2 separate regions of the Hordeum vulgare genome follow, and region 2 is linked to region 1. Evidence: chromatin contacts called from public Hi-C data. All regions are on one chromosome and are shown on one strand. Each heading gives the region's core, a stretch centred on a gene start, on an enhancer-like site or on the middle of the called end of the contact. The rest is flanking DNA. Distances are from core to core; before and after follow the strand shown. Region 1 holds the start of LOC123399831 (protein PSK SIMULATOR 1-like). Region 2 holds the start of LOC123399832 (ADP-ribosylation factor GTPase-activating protein AGD3-like).

Evidence for each region. Hi-C and Micro-C count contacts between places; a contact is called where the count stands out from the background.
Region 2: a Hi-C map of leaf shows a contact between it and region 1, with 1.8 times the contacts expected there. The contact joins the promoter of LOC123399832 here to the promoter of LOC123399831 in region 1. A contact is called at or near these places in 4 of 6 Hi-C or Micro-C datasets (leaf, seedling and an unstated tissue).

What each region holds. Positions count from the first base shown.
Region 1 is chr5H:490,046,010-490,049,892 of MorexV3_pseudomolecules_assembly, forward strand. It overlaps LOC123399831 (protein PSK SIMULATOR 1-like), which reads left to right and starts at 1,812. Exons shown (of 16, transcript XM_045094212.1): 1 at 1,812-1,859; 2 at 2,260-2,635; 3 at 2,738-2,993; 4 at 3,096-3,321; 5 at 3,398-3,548; 6 at 3,611-3,829. The coding sequence starts at 2,444.
Region 2 is chr5H:490,208,928-490,212,810 of MorexV3_pseudomolecules_assembly, forward strand. It overlaps LOC123399832 (ADP-ribosylation factor GTPase-activating protein AGD3-like), which reads right to left and starts at 2,267. Exons shown (of 19, transcript XM_045094214.1): 1 at 1,805-2,267; 2 at 802-878; 3 at 579-679. The coding sequence starts at 1,849.

The sequences.
Region 1 (3,883 bases), core at 562-3,061:
CGTTTCATGCATGAAAGCACATTGCGCCCTACGACATATATACACATCATCCAACAACACAATGTGAAGTCGTTACCGTATCGATGTTACGCCTTCTAGACCACAATCACCAAAACTCGTGACGCGGTTGCTCATCTGGATGCAAGGTGGCCATTGTGCGCAACAACGAAGGAGATCGTAAGTTTTGCTTCTTCTTGCTCGACTATGATTTATTCACTCAATGTTGCTTTACACATTGTGTAGCGCATATGCGCTGTTGTGATATACCACAAGATGAAGGGACGGTCATTTACTTATTGAAGCTCAAAAGGGCAGTATGTGAGACGACATAATCCTTTCATGAAAAACTTGTTGAACAACTGGTTAATATCGTTGAATTTGAACTATTTTGTGCCAGACTTATTTGTATGCTATGTATGGATAATTTGTGTTATTTTCTATCCAAATTTTTGATGAATTCTATCGGGTTTGCATGAATTTCGTATGACCTGTTGAACTGTGAGTTAAAATGCATGTGAATAGTGTTGAATGACCGGCTCCTGCATCTATATTTGTAGATTAATGTAGTCACGGACGTGATAGCAAATTTGCAAATTGACGTTAAAGATACCTTTAGAGCATCTTCAACAGACGCACTGTGATGCGACAAGCTATTTTGTTTTCAATGTTGAAATAACGTTTTGACGTGCGCAGACGTATGTTAGCTTTTTTAGATGCTGTAAAATTTAACGCGCCGCTGTAACGCTTCATAATGCATGGTAAAATACAGAGTAATGCTAGCACGCCGCTGTAGCACCCTCACCGGTTGCTTGGAGACTGAGCTCCATGGCTTCGCGTCGAGCGGCAGCATGAAGCCACTCTGTGAGTTTGACCGGAGCGCCACGAAAATGCCACACGTGAGACCGGTGTTTGGAGCCGATGCTTCGCCGGCGGCGAAACCAGAGGTCAACCCCGCATAAGGGTTTGCGACGACGGCAGCGGATGGTTCACGAACGTAGGAAGGGGTTGGGAAATGTTGGCGCAATCATCCATCGCAGAAATTTCGTTCGCGGAGACGCGGGACGGGGCAAAGACGGGCGCGGCCGGAGCAGTCAATGGCGATTGGTGGTTCGCGTGCGAGATTATCCAACGCGCTTGCGCTATCTATCTACACCTATTAATAAAAGAAATAAGTATTCTTAGTCAGTCATGCTATTTTATAGAAGCCCCCCTGATGTTTTTGACATTAATTCCGTAATACATATCAAATGTTTTTTGAAATACTTATATCTTTTAAAGCGTAACTTCAAATTTAACATGTTATATATGAAATTTGATTAGAAAAAAGTTTAAAATCTAAATATGACGTTATTTTACTTGTTAACCATTTAAAATAAAAACTATCTAGGGTACAATCTTAATCAATAGTGCATTATCCATCTTTCTTTCATATACTAGTACTAATCTGGATTGGAGATAAACAGCTCAGCAAAATTAGGGTTGAAAACGGAATCGAAGATCACTTGCCCCTTTTTTATATGTATTAAATATACATGCAAGTCATGTTGAAATAAAAGACATGGGAAATCTTAAAGTACGTTTTTATAGGCTAAAACCATCGTTGTTTGGATCATAGCTATAATTTTTCAGATTATAGACATTTTTTATAAAATAAAAACACGTGATACCTTTTTTTTCGTTGCAATGCACGGGTCTTTTTCTGGTATACATACGTTTGGCGGAGACCCGGAGTCAACCTTCCGCACCAGATGCATCCACCCCTGTTCTGTTCTGTTCTGTCCTGTTGCATTCTGTTCTGTACGGGCGTATCCGCAGCAACTCCGATTGGATTCACGCTCTGCACCGCGCTGCATATTCAGGTTAGAAATCAATCAATCCCTCGACCTCCGCAGGGATTTCACCGAGACGACCGAAACCGATTTCCCTCCCCACCCGCGGACCCGCCTCGCTCTTCTTCCCCTTGTAGTGCACTGCCGGCTGGTGGAGAAGGCCGCCATGAGCATAGGCATAGGCATAGGCATAGATGTGGTGGCGTTTGGATATGGCTAGGTAGCTCCCCTAGCTTAGCCCAACAGCCCCGACCGGAAAGCCTGATTCTGAAATTGCCCCCCATTTCAAACAGTCCAAACACAAATCACAGACGAAATTCGAACTGGTTCGATATGTTATATGGGAAAAAAGACCTTTCTTCCCACCTGTGTAGTTAATTCCTATTATCAGCTGTGATCGTATTTAACTTGGCACTCAATATGGATGCAGGTTTTGATGGAGATCCTGCAAGTGTGACGCATCCACTTTGATCCTTCCTCTTGAACAGACGCTCCGAATTTTTATTTGTCCCAACTTTGGAGCAGAGAGAGGAGTGGCTCACATAACAAGGGGATGAGGAGGTAAACGAGCCGCCGTTACCGACAAGTTTATATCTTCCTAGGGATATAAGAGAATGGGCGTCGAAACGAGTAAACATGCCAATACTTTCCTGCCAAACGATATGGATTTCGGCAAACTGGAGAACATGCTGCAAGAGCCAAGTGTCACGCCAATTTGCCTGCCGGTAGAGTTTCTGAAAGTCATCACACGCGATTTTTCTGCGGACCAAGAACTAGGAAGAGGTGGGTTTGGAGTGGTTTACAAGGTATGGCTGTTCTTCTTCTTCTTTACCGTTCACTTTGCGAATGTTAGCATGCAGCATTTCACCAAAGGAAAGTGTATGTACTGACAAAACGAGGTTGGACAGGGGATGCTTCAAAATGGGAAAATGATTGCTGTGAAGAAGCTTTTTGAAATGGGAGTGGAAGACGATCAATTCCAGAACGAGGTCACCTATCTTATCGGGGTAAAGCACCAAAATATAGTACAACTTGTGGGCTACTGCGCTGAATCACGGTGGGAAGCAACACGAGTAGGTGGGAGATATGTCATGGCTGAGATACGGAAGAGATTGCTCTGCTTCGAGTATCTAAAAAACAACAGCCTTGATAAGCATATTTCTGGTGGGTTGCTGTAGCCAGATCTTGTTTTCCTTTCAACTCCATTATTTTTGTGTAAATTAAGTTGGATGATCCGATATACATTTTTCTTGTCTATTTCTGCAGCTGAATCTTGTGGACTTGAGTGGCGCATAAGATACGATATAATTAAGGGGGTTTGCAGCGGCTTGCATTACCTTCATGCTGAATGCCGAATTGTCCATTTAGACCTCAAACCCCAAAATATATTGCTGGATGATAGTATGGTCCCCAAGCTTGCCGATTTTGGCATGTCTAGGCTCTTTGGCCAACAGGAGTCTCGAGTTATCACCGAAAGTCGTGGGGGTACACTGTAAGCTATTCCTACTCAGAGCTTCGTTGCTTCTCGATCTAGTCTAGTATAAAAAATGCACCCTTGTTTTATGCAGTGGATACATGGCACCAGAGTACATAAACAATGGAGTAATCTCAACCAAGTCAGATATATTCAGTTTGGGCACTATAATAATTGAGCTATTGACGGGAAGCAGGGAATATCCCCAGAGTAGTGAAACACCGTTTGAGCACTTCATTGAGAATGTAAGATGAATAAATCCACCATTTGCACTTTCATAATGTACTAACTTGTGGGAAGTTTGTAGGTGATTGCAAATTGGAGACACAGATTGGAAAAAACACTCAGTCATAGAGCGTTGTTAGCCTGTTCCGAGCAAATAAACAGATGCATCGTATTAGGACTAAATTGTTTTGATCTCGATCCCCATAAAAGGCCCTCTGCAAGGGATATATTACAAACCCTGAATGAATTGGAAAGTACAGATTGTTGTTTTGACATGAATGATGTGCCAGCAGTGGGCCAGGTATGATAAGTAATGGCGTGCTTTGGTACATGTTATGCTAGTTTTTTATTTTCA
Region 2 (3,883 bases), core at 1,017-3,516, 160 kb after region 1:
GTTTAACCCAAAAGTTAACAGACTTGCATGCATGCGTGCTGCTTAAAATGCATTCTTGACCATTGGCATACTAGTGCTGGCTGTTCACTAGATATAGTAGTAGTATTATATTTCTCCTACTACTACTATGGCACTATGTACACATGCAACAACCAACAAGCAGATAAATGACAACAAACCGGCAAGGACTTCTAAAAAAATGGACGCCATGCAAACTGCTGTTGCAGCAAGAAAAAGGTAAAATGAACAGTCTAGCTGAAAAGCAAGATCTAGTACTTGAACCCTGCAACTATTGATAAGTTCGTATATATAATTGACTGCCTACAAACCAGCCTAGAAAACATTTTGGTGGCATAAATCTGTCTCAATCGATATAGTATTGGTACAATGGCAAACAAGCAATTTTAATGAACTCGTCTTGGTATCAGAATCCTGTCTAAAACGACACCTGAACAAGAGCCAGAGGTAGTATCCAGTTTTAACAAGCATGAAAACAAAAGAATGCTCAAATCAGTAAAATGAGTAAATGTCATAACAGAATTAAATAAATGTACTTGAATGACAATTATATTGCTAACCTCCAAAGGCAACACTGATTGGATCATTGTGACCGCCTCCAAATGCTTCTAGGGAACTTGCGAACGCAATATCTCCATCATATGCTTCGCCTAGCCCTTCACTGAAATGAAAGGGCAAATGCAAACATGTTCAATCCTCGATCGCACATAGCAACGCGCAAGCATAAAATAGGGAGTATAAAGGGGCGGTTGCCACTCAAATGAGATGTCAATGGTCACTTACGTGTATTTACGGCAACCTTTGTGGTACTTCAAGCATCTCTCTCTCAGCAATTCAGCACCTTCTTCAAGTGATTGCATCTATTTATTGAAGGAAAAAAAACAATTTAAACAGTGTCCGTCAATCAAACAAACTCTATTGACCCTTTTGGTATAAACCCAGAACAACCATTAAAAAGGCTAGATGCAAAGCAATTTGTACTCAGCGGAGCACACAAAAAATGAAAAAAAAATTGAAATAAAAGCACATGTATGATGTATCACATCAAACGCTCATCATTTTGCTGATTTGTGTATAGTCATTGATTTATCACTCATACAATTGCATAGATAAAGCTTGTCGAGTTGCTTGGCGAATAGCGAAAATTCTGATCCAACCAATCGTCCGATCCTACCAACAAGATATCAAGCAGCCAACAGTTTGTGTATAGCAAACATACCCTACACCAGCAATTCGAACCAAATTCTTGCATAAACAAGCAAGCATTGATCTCCCTTGCATCGAAACAAACTTTGAGCGATCAACGCACAGGCATGGCAAAATAAAACGAGTAACATCTAGCAGGATGGAGAATGCTATACAATTGCCCTGAGGAGCTCAGGTGGAACCTTTACTCACATGTCGTTAATATCAGAAAAGATTTAAAAATACAGTAAGACATACTAGCAGTCAGACCAAATCAACCAAAAGCAGACAAGAAACCTGCACATCACTGCCACAGACAGAGCCATACAGAAAGAGCTGCTTCAGTTACGAACGGTTCGAGGCGAGGCTACGCCGAGAGGGAGCAGACTTGCTGCACCCAATCTCATCGGTGCAGCAGCAAAAACAAGGACAGATCCAATCCATCGCCGGGAGCCCAGTCCGGGAGCCACGGGCGGCAAGCATTACACCGGAAAGAAGCTGCGGGCTTTCCCCGTCCCCCCCACACTCAACAGTCGTCTCCTCTTCCCAGACACGAAGCGGGCCATGAATCGAGATCCGACGAGTAGGGTGGCTGGCTCACCTGCTTCCTGAACATGGGCGAGTCATCGAGCCTGGTGAAATACATGTCTGCCACCCACGCCGCCGCCGCCGCCGCCGCCGTCACTCCAGCACCGCGTGCGTACGGGCTCCTACCTCCTCATGAACGCCCTCTCCGCAGCCTCCGCCCCAGCGAAACCCCGGCCGCCGACAACCCACCCACCCAGCCGCCGCCGCCGCCGCCACCTCGGAGCCACGGACCGGCCGCCTGCCTGCTTCCACCTCCTCCGGAGGCCGCGTGCAGCCTGGGGTGCGCGCTCGGATGACGCCGGCGAATCCCGGCGAGAAACCCTAGGCGGCGGCCGGAATCGGCGAAATGGCGGTGGGGGCGGAGGAACGGAATGGCGAGGGGGGGGGGGGGACAGGCGCACACAGAGGGTGTAAAGAGAAAAGAGGGTCGGAAAGAAAAAGAAAAATAACGGTGCGCTGCAGTTCGATTTTACTAATCTCTCGGGTTGATTAAGGAGGGTGGGGTGGGGGGATTAGGAGCTGATCGTGCGTGGTGGGCCTCGTGGGTGGGGAGGCGCGGGGCCCGGTGGCGGTGAGAGGGCGTTGGTGGGCCCGGTGCGTGTGGGGCGTGGGGTGGCGGTTTGGGGCTGGGAGGAGGCGGTCACCTGCCGGTGAGCGTAATGATGGGCCGGTTACATGTCTTTGACCGGGGAATTCTTCGCTTTTTTAAAATGGAATTGATGAGGGAATTGCCGCTGGTTCTGTGATCGTGTCTGGTGCTGTGGACCGGGAAATCGTACTAGCATCCTGATTTGTCCACATGCTAAGCCCGAATCGATACACAACTCGATACTGTCGAGCACGGTTGTATTGCCACATGCTAAATCTTTAGATTCATGATCCCCCTTAAGTTTAGACCTCTCATAGCATCTACATCCCGACACCTTATATCCGTCTCACACGTCCGTACAGCCCGTCCGATCAATGACCGGTCATTAAAAACTGACCCACCCTTAAATTCATGATCACAGAACAAGGTTATTGGATTCAGTGCGCTTGGCACCACTCCAAGATCCGTCATTAACTGCTTCATCCAGACACCCTCCTTAGCCGCCTCCGAGGCAGCCATGTACTCCGCTTCACATGTAGAATTTGCTACGACGCTTTGCTTGGAACTGCACCAGCTTACCGCACCCCCATTAAGAATAAATACGTATCCGGTTTGCGACTTAAAATCGTCCGGATCTGTGTCAAAGCTTGCATCGACGTAACCTTTTACGGCGAGCTCTTCGTCACCTCCATACACGAGAAACATCTCCTTAGTCCTTTTCACATACTTCAGGATATTCTTGACCGCCGTCCAGTGATCCACTCCTGGATTACTCTGAAACCTACATGCCATACTTATGGCCAGGCTAACGTCCGGTCTAGTGCACAGCATTGCATACATGATAGAACCTATGGCTGAAGCATAGGGGACGGTGCCTTGTAAAACTGGCAAGAACCCCTTCTTGGACTGTTCCATTTTGAACCTCTTCAAAACTTTATCAAGGTATGTGCTTTGTGAAAGTCCTATCAGGCGTTTTGATCTATCCCTATAGATCTTAATGCCTAGAATGTAAGCAGCTTCTCCTAGGTCCTTCATAGAGAAACTTTTATTCAAGTAATCCTTTATGCTCTCCAAAAACTCTACGTTGTTTCCAATCAGCAATATGGCATCCACCTATAATATTAGAAACGCCACAGAGCTCCCACTCACTTTCTTGTAAATACAAGATTCTTCAACCGCTTGTATAAACCCAAATGCTTTGATCACCTCATCAAAGCGTTTGTTCCAACTCCGAGATGCTTGCACCAGTCCATAAATGGATCGCTGGAGCTTGCACACCTTGTTAGCATTCTTAGGATCGACAAAACCTTCGGGTTGCATCATATACAACTCTTCCTTAAGGAAACCGTTAAGGAACGCCGTTTTGACATCCATCTGCCAGATTTCATAATTGAAAAATGCAGCTATTGCTAACATGATTTTGACGGACTTAAGCATCGCTACGGGTGAGAATGTCTCATCGTAGTCAACTCCTTGAACTTGTGAAAAACCCTTTGCCACAAG